Regions from separate parts of the Sus scrofa genome. Here region 2 is linked to region 1. A link is a contact called in public Hi-C data. All regions are on one chromosome and are shown on one strand. The core of a region is the stretch at or near the end of the contact, and the rest is flanking DNA. Distances in the headings are between cores, read along the strand shown.

Region 1 (6,365 bases), core at 766-3,265:
AATCCTGTTTGATTCAACTAACTTCATTCATTCTTATAAATACCCACTTAGTCTTATCTCAATTTAGTTTAGGGACAAAAACCACTAGGCATTATTATAAATTAAATGAGAATTGATTGTGAATCTCTGAGAATTGGTCCCGGCTCCTTTATTTTCATGCCAGCCCTGTTCTCTTTCTAAATGACCTGCAAATTTGTTTTAGTCAATTTCCTTTTACCTCAAGTGACACAGCCTGAGCTCCATAGATAGTGAAGGAGAAAATACATTCAGCAATTTTTTTTAATCATCTCCAAACACATGAGCAAAGGAATATCTGAAAGATGTTTTCACCTGACTAATTAGGTTAGAAATCTCAGGAGAACAGTTCTGCTTGCTACATTTTTGATGGAAATGCTTCTGTTTCTGGTTGAGAATCTTGCAGAAACAGATTTCTCCTTTGACACTTCCTGTTGGAACTTCTGGGAGAAAAAAAGAATGCAACTTTTTCTTTTTCATCAATTGGGAGAGAGACATAGATCGCAGGGTAACTTAGGTACAAGCGCCATGACTTCTTAATGTTTTAAGTACATACTTTATAGCATGGAATTATCAGAGTACCAGAAAATAAATGCTTTTTGCTAACTGTGGACACATGCTCCCCATCTCAAACTGTGGTATTTCATTCACCACTTTCATTCCAGTGTTTATGAAGTTCTCGGTTTTTAGTATCTGCAAGTCAAATAGTGGAATATAAAACACTTCTCTTCTGTGTTTGAAACATTCTTCCCTTTTCTCATTTATCAATGTGAGTGCTTAGAACCAACTGTCCTTCCATTCTTTCGTCACTTTACATTTGTCAACTGGGGAGTGAAAGTCTCTGAAGGAAGCAGTTAGTTTTCCTTTGTGTTCTCCATGGCATTTACATACAATGCTGAAAATACATGGGTGCTTAATAAATTCTGGCCACTTCTGACCCCATCCCTTTGAAAAAGATACGTTTTAAAAGTACACCAAAATCTTGCCTTGAGATTCTTACTCAGCATGGTCAGGGCCAGTTAAGACAAGTGGTAGGACATGACTGAACTCTTGGTCTCTTCAGAGTCTTCGGCTACAGATTATAATTGTTAGTGATAACTGCTAGAAATGGCTATTATTGAAAATGGGGCCCCTAACTAATTTTAAAAATATATATGCCTGTCAGGGTACTGGGGTAAAATGCAGTGGCAAAAATATACTAATGAAAGGATAATATTGTGTGTGATGACATGGGGGAAGAAGAAAAAAAAAAAAAACCTGGCAAGAAGCCAAACATGAGAAAAACACAAGGTAGCTCTGATCTCAATCCACTGGGGTTTCCCCCATTGCCTAGTGCCCTTTACCTCCCATCAGAAGATGCTATAGGTGCTAGTCAAGAAGTTAAAGAATTAGTGTTTGTGACAACAAAGAAGAAAAGGATAGGCGTTTTCTGGTGGCTTAGTGGGCTAAGGGTCTAACATTGTCACTGCTGTGGCTCTGGTTACCTCTACAGTTTGGGCCACCTGGCCTGGGAACTTTTGCATGCCACGGGTGCAGCCAAAAAGAGAGAAAGGATGGCCTCTTTAGAGCTCCTAGTATTTGGTTTTCAATGTTCAGTTTCACGAATATAATAGAATGCAGTGGGGACATGCTCTACAAGGCAGAGACACAGACCAAGGATTACCTTTGGGGCCCTTGATGTTGTATACAAAACTGGGTCTGTACATACATTCCTTTTTCCTGAGTTTTCTGGCCTTTTATCTGGGATTCCTGACCTTTTCTTCCTCCAGATTAAAAATCATTGCTTATAAGTAACTCCACATTTTTTCTAATGTCCTAGAACTAGCCATCTGAGCTTGACTGGACAAGCAAATTTGAGAAAGATCCTTCCCACAAGGACTCAAATGGCATTTTGCAAAGATGACAGTTCTCATCATGCATCAGTTTAGAACTGTTGAGGGGATCCCTTTCCAGAATCCAAGCATCACGCTGAAAATACCAGAGGCTATTAATACTGCATGTATATTTACTTTCATGACTTGGCAAGTGTGTGAGCTGCGACACACAATCTTCGCAGAGAGGACACTGTGAAGGTTGGCTTGCAACCACGCAGATGTCTGGGGTTTGGCTTCATGCTCTCTCCTCCTCCTCCTTCTCAGCCACAGAATGGTTCACCTAGTGCATTTGTATTTCCATTCTCTGGAGCCTAGTCTCTTCTGGTTTTTTTTTTTTTAATTTTTGAAATGTAATATACCATAAATTCAAATTTCCAAGTGTACAGTTCAATAGTTTTTAGTTTATCCACTGAGTAATGCAACCATCATCACCACCTAATTTTAAAACCTTCTATTTTTAAGACTCTCTTCTAAGCGTTTTCTTCTGATGTCTCTGGAACAACATTATGCTTCATTTATTTTTTTTAAAGAAAGAAGATCTATGTTCTGAAATCACCCCTGTAGATAACTGGCAATCACATGATTTAAGGTGGGGAGTCTTGATAATGTAGATTGGCCCCTTCTCTTCTAATGCCAGCTTTAATTCTTTGTGAGGCAGAAAGAATGCGTGTTTAATCAATTTTTAAAATGTAGTTGATATCTCCCAGACAAAAAGAAAAAGAAAAAAGGTTGGACCATTCGAATTTACCATTTTTGTAGGCCATCAGTAGCGAATATTTGTCATTTCACAAGGTTCAACATAATGAAAAATGCATGAAATTTTCATGCTTACTCCAGTGGCACTGCAAAAATTTGAAGGAAGATACTATGTTTCAGGCTCATTAAAAATAAAGTAACTTGCTCTTGTTTGAAACACATAGCTAAAATATTGTGGGGTTTTGTGATTATATACAAAGAGCTAAAATATTCTCAACCTTCATTCATTCAATCTTTCACTAAGTAGCTACTCTCTGCCAAGACAGGTGATAGGAAGGAAGATACAGTCCCTTCCATAAGGAACACACATTTTTGCTGTACCTTCTTTATGAATTTATTATTTTATAGCTCTGCAAAGTGTTTGCATTTCTATCTTCAGCAAATTTATTAACTCATTAACTCTTGGTTCCTACTGCTTCAGAGGTAGGCCAAGCCCTCCTTTCTTTCACACAAACTTCAATTACACAAAAGACTTTTTTTTTTTTTAATCTCCCTGTAATTCCCAAATTCACAGAATGGAACAATCTTATGCCAGTGTTGCAATGTTTCCACACTATTAAGGGGTGGAATTTTGTGGTTTTCCCAAGTGTAAGTACCACCTGCCTCAGTCTTAGCTGAATGTCAATGAGTCTCAATTCTCAAGTTTTGAAAGTAGATTAAAGCATTTAATTTACACAACACACACAGAGTGTCTTAAAGTGTCAAAATATAGCTGTCAATATTCAAGTCTTATGTGTGATCAGAAACATCAATAATATAAAAGACACATATAAGTAACTTGTACATACTTCCAGGATATTGGTAATTCCCAATATAGTTTAAATACTACACTAGCCTTTCAGATATCCAGTGGATTTTACTAGTTTTGATTTAAGCTGGGATGCACTCCTGGACTATTGACTTGGGGTGGAGAACGACATATATCTTTTATTAATTTTCCTCCAAGTACTGCTCCTAGGCAGAGAAAGAGAATGCTGGGAAAGGCCCATCATCAGGTCGGCACCAGAAAGGTCATGATGCTCAGGAAGCAAAATGATGAAAATCAAGGATAATAGAGTTAATCATGTCCAGAAGTGATAGAATTTGTGAGGCTTGGAGAACATATCATTCCATTACTTCATTAACAAATAAGGAAATGGAATTCCTGAAAAGCTAAGTGACTGATTCAAAGTTATTTATTAGGTAAAAATCCAAAATTCAAATCCAATGATTCAAATTCCCAACACACACAAAAAAGATCCTACCATATAGCACAGGGAACATATTCAGTATCTTTTGATAAGACATAATGGAAAAGAACATGAAAATATGTGTGTGTGTGTGTGTGTGAGAGAGAGAGAATTTACATTTCTAAGATGTTTCCTAATGATGCTGATGTTGCTGATTGGGGATCACACTTTGAGAAAAAAACAAGCCTGCATGAAGCCAGCTGAACAACTCCTCTACCAACAGGGTTTCCAAGGGCTGTAACTCCTGGTGCTCACCCCTTTGGCTTCTAAAAGTATAATAAGTTATCAAAACACTCCATCCAAAATCTCAGTTGCTCTCTCGTCCCCAAGTATTGGCTTCCAAATCAAGACTGGCATCAACATGACTGTGTGTCTTCACAGATGGCTAGTGAGTTAGTTTGGAATAAGAAGGGAGCTATGCAGCCCTTTTGATTGGCACCCGGAGCTTCTAATACCCAGCCTTCTGACTGCTGCTTCTTTCTCGTTCCCTCAACAAAATAATGAATGTTAAATGTGCTGATGATAAGAAGATAGCCATAAAAATAAGTTTTATGAACCCCGTCTCATCTTCAATCCTTAAAGAGGTAGAGAATTACAATAAACACTGTAGCCATCAGGATTCTTAGTTGCAGAAATAGAATTGAGGTTAGCCAGTGTAAATAGAAAGAGATTTAATATAAGGAATCAGGTAGCTTACAGAAAGTGAGTTGGCTTAGAAGAAACTGGGTCCCATTCAGAACCCTCATGGGAATGTGAGTTTCAGCTTTCCAGTCTTCGTTCCAGAGGAAGGCATGGTAGAAGAAGACTGGGGTGGTTGCTGAGTGAACCACACAGCACTGGCTGCCCCAATTACCATGACGAAGCTTTATTCTCAAGCTAGATGCTGATGAAATATCAGGTCTTGTGTTTACATACTCATATAATGATTTATGACTTAGCCTCGAATTAAAGGAGAGTTTGTCGTAAACTGACATGTAAAGTATTATCTTGTAGATAAGTCTGCTAGTATATTAGCAGAAAGGTTAATGATTTCTGGTCCTTGGGTTCCTGGGATTTCAGGATTCACAAAGATCTTTTATTTGAAGGAACGCTTTTCCAAAGACAATCTGGTGGCTGTTGCAATCCAATGTTGACTACTTTGCTGGCATATATATGTTGTCTTTTTGGGGCTGCCCTCACAGCATATGGAAGTTCCAAGGCTACTAGGGGTTGAATTGGAGCGGTAGCTTCTGGCCCACACCACAGCCACAGCAACATGGATCCAGGCCACATCTGTGGATCCAGTGTTGGATCCTTAAACCACTGAGCAAGGCCAGGGATCAAACCCACATCCTCATGGATAGCAGTTGGGTTCGTTACCACTGAGCCACAGTGGGAACTCTGGTTTATATTTTATACTGTGTTATAGTTTATACTAGGTTTCTGTACTGCGAGAGTATCACTGAAAGTAACATTTTTGAAATGTATATTGGCTAAATATGTTAAGGATAAAGATTCATTCTACCATTAATTTTCAGGATATGTTAGATTAAAAACATTGGGGAGTTCCTGTTGTGGCTTAGCGGTAATGAACCCCACTGGTACCCATGAGGATGCAGGTTCAATCCCTTGCCTTGCTCAGTGGATTAAGGATCCAGTGTTGCCATGAGCTGTGATGTAGGCTGGCAGCTGCAGCTCCGACTCAACTCTTAGCCTGGGAATTTCCATATGCCATGGGTGTGGCCCTAAAAAGATAAAAAAAAAAAAAAATCACTGGCCTTAATAATCAGAAGGTCTTATGAACTATGAAACTTGAGATGTCTTATAATTAGATGCTTGCAATTAAAACGATTTCTCTGTAAATGAAACCTTAATGCTGTGGGCTTGGTCACTACTAAATAGAATCCAAGGCTGAAGTGGCCTGCTCGAATTCCTCATTTTATTCTATAGCAGCATTCACTGATGGCTGTACCATGGGATGAACCATTTAAGCTGCTAGAACAGAGACTCACAATGCAGTAAGTTTATTTTTCTCTTGCATGCCTGTCTTGAAGTAGCCAAGGCAGAGCTGGTAGACTAACTCTGTTACATTTAACACACAGCTTCCATTTCTGGGTCCATGTTTGCTATAACTCTCCTGCAGACAGTGGGAAGTGGAAGAGGAAATGGGAAGGCATATCCCTTCTATCAAGAATAACACCTAGAAGTTATACAAACCATATATGGTTCACAGGTCATTAGTTTGAACTCAGGCACAGAGACACATCTAGTTGCAATGGTGGCCAGAAATTGTCATCTATAGTTGGTAGATCTTAAATCCACTGACAGTCTGGGGGTAATGGGGTAGGGTGGATTTTAATACCAGAAAAAAACAAATGTAATTGGTGGATAGCTAGCCATCTTCGCTACAATGGCTTACTTTGCATTGTGGGTTGGTTTTCTGCACATCAGAGCTCCTTGTAAGTGGATTCCACCATGGCCATCTGTCCTGGAAGTGAAACTCCTTGAAAGG
Region 2 (5,629 bases), core at 2,728-5,227, 65 kb after region 1:
CACTGGACCCTTGCCTATGCTGTATGGAAATAACAAGCCACCATCTGGGGGTTTCATCATCTTACTCGGAGGCGGGAGTGTCCCAAAGGATTATGCTTTGCCTACTTGGCACGGAAATCCTGCTTTAGCTTCAGTGATTAGCAAATGGACGGAGTGATTTCCCTCCGTCTAGACCCTAAAGACTAGCCCAGACAGACATAGGAATTCCCATGAAAACCCTCTAGGCTGAAAGCCATAATTTACCTTCTGTTGTTGTAATATTCTTGCTACAGCATTGCTAGTAAGATTTTGAAAATGCTTTAATTTAAAATGACCCATTAGGAATTCCCACCGTAGTGCAGTGGAAACGAACCCAACTAGTATCCATGAGGATGCGGGTTCGATCCCTGGCCCTCGCTCAGTGGGTTAAGGATCTGGCACTGCCATGAGCTCTGGTGTAAGTCACAGACATGTCTCAGATCCCATGTTGCTGTGGCTGCAGCTCCAATTCTACCCCATTCTGGGAACTTCCATATGCCATGGGTGCAGCCCTAAAAAAAAAAAAAATAATAAAATAAGTAAATAAATAAAAATAACCCATTAATCTGGTATTACAAAGTGTCAACTCCTCCATCATACTTGAAGATGATCACTTGGAAGCAGGGTAGGTCAGAGAGGAGTGGGCAATGGTGATGGGTTGGAAGGACAATTAGGCGTTTGATAATCATTATTTTTACTGAAGCGTAGGATTCCTTCTATGTTAAAAACTATTTGTAGTCATCAGAAAATAATGGACTATGTGGATCTCTTGCACATGGCTGAATTCAAAGGGCTTTGGTTTTAAGAAAAGGACCCAGGTTTAATTGATTCTTTTATCAGTCAACACTAAAGTCAGGGCAAGGCTCTTAACCTAAGTAGCATGTGTGTTTTTATTGTGTGTTTAAATAGATTTTTTGTTTGTGAATTTCCTAGTTGGCTTTCAAATAGTTGACATCTATTTACCCAAACCAAGAAATAAGCAAAAAGATGCTTGTTTTTGTGACTATGTAAAGTAGTATTATTTCATTCATTTCTTCTTTAAACACTTATCGGCCATTGGCTACATACCAGGAACTGTGCTAGGTGCTGGGAACATAACAGTGAGAAAAAATTAGATTCAGTTCCAACCTCATAAGGCTAATAGTACTCTTGAGACATGACAAATTAGAACGGATGTAAATTCACACATTTAGCAAATTATAAACATAATAACTTTATGTTTAGTGACATCATTTCCTCTACTGTAAAACTGCAATATTTTATACTTTATTACAATTCAATATCATTTTTTTCTGTCAATTTCTTTTTGGATTAGGACAATAACAGCTTTTTGGAGAAAATGGGAAACTTTGAAATATTTTCAGCTTGGAAATATATTTCCCATCCTTAGTTTTTATTTCAAAACTCTTCTATTATGATTTGTCATATTTCTCCCAACCTGCTTTTATGGCCTTATTTTTCATTATCCTCCCCTTCCCGCTCAATGCTCTATTCAAACCAAGAAGATTCTTTTCTACCAAGATGCCCCACCTTTTCCCATCTCACTGTCTCTGTCCATGTCTCCTTCACCTGAGCGCCCTTCTTCCGACATCTCCACCTACCTAGCCCTACTTGTTCCAAGAGCCAGCTTCTATGCCATCACTTTTATGAAGATATGCCTGCAGAAAAGAGTTAAGTTTTCTGTTCTCCTCTAAACAACCAGAGCACTCTTTCATTATCTTGTTGTTGTGGTGGTTTTTGGCCATGCCTATGACATGCAGAAGTTCCCGGGCCAGGGGCTGAACCCGTGCCACAGCAGTGACCTGAGCCACTGGGTCACTGGTCCAACAATGCCAGATCCTTAACCCACTGGGCCACCGGGGGACTTCTTAATTCTCTTTGGATTTTTCAGCAGTACTTCAGGGCTGACAACAATACTTGCGTTTATTTCTCCTTTTTTCTATTGGTGTGTCAGCTTACAGAAAGCAGGGATAATGCCTTCCTTTGATTCCATCACATGTAAAAACTTTTAATTTATTTATACCTTATAATATGTAATCATAATTACACGTAATAAAATTATATGCAATTATAATAATATACACTGACCATAATAAATATATAATCATAATAATGTATAATAATTACATTTTCATTTATAATAAATGTTTTATTACATGAAGACATGACACAAACATTTCCTGAGAACTTTCTATGCATCAGGTTCTGTGCAAGGCTCTGGGATATAGACATCCTCCCTTCCCATCCTTGTGGTGGACATTAAACACAGGGATGCTTATAAATATTGCATTTGTGCGATACCAAATTAATGCTTAAACACCCTTCAAATCTGGCATTGGAGTGGACGCTCTAGGGGCCGTGGGAAACAGACATTTTTTAAGGGGGTTACATGCTCTGACAGTGCCTATTTCTGGTAGCATCTGACTCTTTACCTATCTCACATCATGAAAAACTTGGTTAGGTCAACACTGGCGCACCAAGAGAGAAGAGTTGGGTAACTCTTTAAACTAGCAGCTACGACTTGTAAGCAGGCTCAGAAGTATAGCTTCTGCTATTGCTCAGGCTTCCTGACTGCCTTCCTCAGAGTGGCACATAGAAAAATCACAGGCTGCTTTGGGCGTTAGACACAGCTTCACCCATAACTGCGGGGAAGCTGTGGGGAGTGGTCAACTCTATCTGTAAAAGAAGAATAGTCATACGCTCCCTAGAAAGATCAGTAAATGTAAATTCTAGAACAGTGTCTCTAAACTATGGTCCATAGGCCAAATGTGGCCTGCTGCTTATTTTCCAGATAAAGTTTTAATGGAATGTGGGACATTCATTTATTACGTATTGTTTATATGTCCACAGAACATCAGCAGAACTGAACAGTCACAATCAAGATGGCATGGCTCAAAAAGCCTAATATATTTATGATCTGGCCTTTTATTTATTTTTATGTTTTATTTATTTATTTATTTTCGTCTTTTGTCTTTTTTAGGCCTGCACCCACAGCATATGGAGGTTCCCAGGCTAGGGGTTCAATTGGAGCTGCAGTCGCTGGCCTACGCTGGAGCCACAGAAACGCCAGATCCGAGCCACGGCTGTGACTTACACCACAGCTCACGGCAACGCTGGATCCTTAACCCACTGAGCAAGGCCAGGGATCAAACCTGCAACCTCATGGTTCCTAGTCAGATTCGTTTCCGCTGTGCCATGATGGGAGCTCCTGGCCTTTTATAGACAAACTTTGCTGGTCCCTGGACGAAAACGTGGTCCTGAACCTGAAGATACTCAATAAACATTAAGTAGTAATTATTCTCTCCTTCACCAGAACCCAGTCTGGGTGAGAGTGGAAAAGAAAGAACACAGAATTGGCAGGAAAGGGAGCAGGGTGGCCAACTGTCTCTTTCCATTTCCCAGAAACTCAAATTGGAATTGAACTGGAATCCGTGAGTGAAACCTAATAGAGAGCTGAAGTACAGTTTCTTTCTTTTCCTTATTGAAAACGGTCACGGGTCCAAAACCTTTTTCTTTCCTCTTGGAAAGCACTATGTCTCACCATTGAAGCTGACAGTTCCTTCTTGATATCGGTTGTCATTGGCAGGGAATGTGAAAATCTTCCGTCAGAGCACAGCACGGCCATTTCAGGCCGTTTTGCTTGTGTCGGTATTGATTTCAATTACAACAAGTTATCTGAATCACTGGGCTTCCTGTTGGCTGCACTCACTGCCCAGTGATGCAAATGGAAAGCCTCTTTCAAACCTACAATATCTGGTTACTTCCAACGAGGCCCAGGCCGCTGGGGTATAAACAAAACCCAAGCACCAATCCCTGCACAAGGAAATGATCTTCATTTGCCCTCCATGATGTCATCTGTCTTGGGCTTGACAATTTTTGAACAAGTATTGACTGGGAGGCCAGGCCAATCTGAAGAATTCATCTTGCTCCTTATCAGGGCAAGTAGTCAAGCATATCGCAAAACATTTGATTTGGTTCAATTCCTTGTGTACATATCCTTTCTCTCTTCTCTTCCTTCCCCCCTCCATTATGTCAGCCTCTGTGGGAGGAGCTTGCGTGTTTGCACAAAGCATAGTCTGATGGTGTTCGGTGTCTGTGTGTTTATTCTGTGGGTAAGAATTTGAATGGCTTTTCTCTTCTACCTGTTAGCTTATAAGCAGCCTAATCCAGGGATCAGACTCCTGGGTTTCACATAGTGATTCAGCAATTCGTGTCGGAATGGCTTTTTATAGCAGTAAGGCAGACCGTCATTTCCAAAGACATATGCACATAAGGCCAAACATACAGAACATGTCGTAATTCGTGATGCTGTAAATGCACATATTTGAATCATTGCCTTTAAGGCTTTTGTACTGAGTCGTCATTTAGCTGGAAAGGAGCCTACATTACTGTGGAACAGACTGACTCATTTTCTCCCCAAATTGCCTTCCTTTGGACTCAGAGGTGGACTATATTTCCCAGCCTCCTTTGCAGGTAGATGCAGCCTTGTGTCAAAATTGTGGTCATTGAATGAGGTGGAAGTGGTAAGACTCTTTTTCAGGCCCAGGCCATAAAATCCTCCCAAGTGCAATCCTCTGATCTCTTGACTCATCTCACAGCTACTGAATAGAGAGGCCTCCAAGGACATACAGGAGGTTGAGGTGGCCACATGGAAGGAGCCTGGGTCCCTGAGTGTAAATGTGGAACAGATTTCCCAGCCCCAACATTGTCCTCACCAACCCAGATCGCACTGTGATGAGATCCTTTGTGCCACCCTTACAGCTAATCCACACTGGACCATAATGAGAGCAAGAAACAGACATTTACTGTGTTAAATCAGTGGGTTTGGGGGTTGATAGTTGTAACAGCGAGTCTAGCTTGACTGAGGTACTGGCTCACTCTTCTATTAAGCATTGTCTTTAACTCATCATCTTCACAAGTGCAGTAACGTTCAAGACACATATTTTGCTGTATTTTATGGAATAGATGAGATACTACAAAGGTGTTTGGGAGTGAGAAGATGTGTGGGCACACTCACTTACGTAGTTTTTCCTTCACAATGTTCCTCTGATGGAGGTGACATGTTCAATGTCAAGGTAACAATAAGGGCTTAATGTCTTAGTTTCATTATATAAGCAGAACCTTTTTTTTTTTTTTATAGCCCTATTTTCCCTGGATGAGTCCATTACTCTGTACATGAGTATCAAACTTAATTATTGGGCAGAAGATGGCAAATTATGTTTTGTCTTTGTTGGACTAGGCATTTATCTGTGTCTGAGAGGGAAGTGATTATGGCATTGAGGAGGAAAGGGTGAGAAAGCTATTCTGCAGATGAGGAATCTGCAAAAGTTAATGGTACTGGGTGGTTTCCTTCTGCCACTGGCTGGTATGATCCAGGTGAGGCTGCCCCTTTCGCCTCCATCACAGAGTGAGAAGGTCACAGAACACAGCCTCAGACCTAGGGTGGACACAAACATGAGCAAGACACAGAGTGTTATTGTTAAAACCAGGAAGATGTTGGGGACATCTGTTTCTGCCACTTACCCTAAGGTGACTGACGCGTGGGGGCTCAGAGAGGTTAGCTAACTTACCTAAGGTCACAGGATAATAAGTTGTGAAGCCAGGTTTTGAA

The links. A called contact is a pair of places that touch in the nucleus more often than the background predicts.
Region 2: a Hi-C map of skeletal muscle shows a contact between it and region 1, with 2.5 times the contacts expected there. A contact is called at or near these places in 6 of 47 Hi-C or Micro-C datasets (embryonic fibroblasts, liver, psoas muscle and 2 more) and 2 of 2 datasets of targeted methods (alveolar macrophages and skeletal muscle).

Annotation. Positions count from the first base shown.
Region 1 is chr5:93,492,731-93,499,095 of Sscrofa11.1, forward strand. No RefSeq gene overlaps it. Among named protein-coding and RNA genes, the nearest start is that of DUSP6, 190 kb to the left of the region's middle.
Region 2 is chr5:93,555,789-93,561,417 of Sscrofa11.1, forward strand. No RefSeq gene overlaps it. Among named protein-coding and RNA genes, the nearest start is that of DUSP6, 260 kb to the left of the region's middle.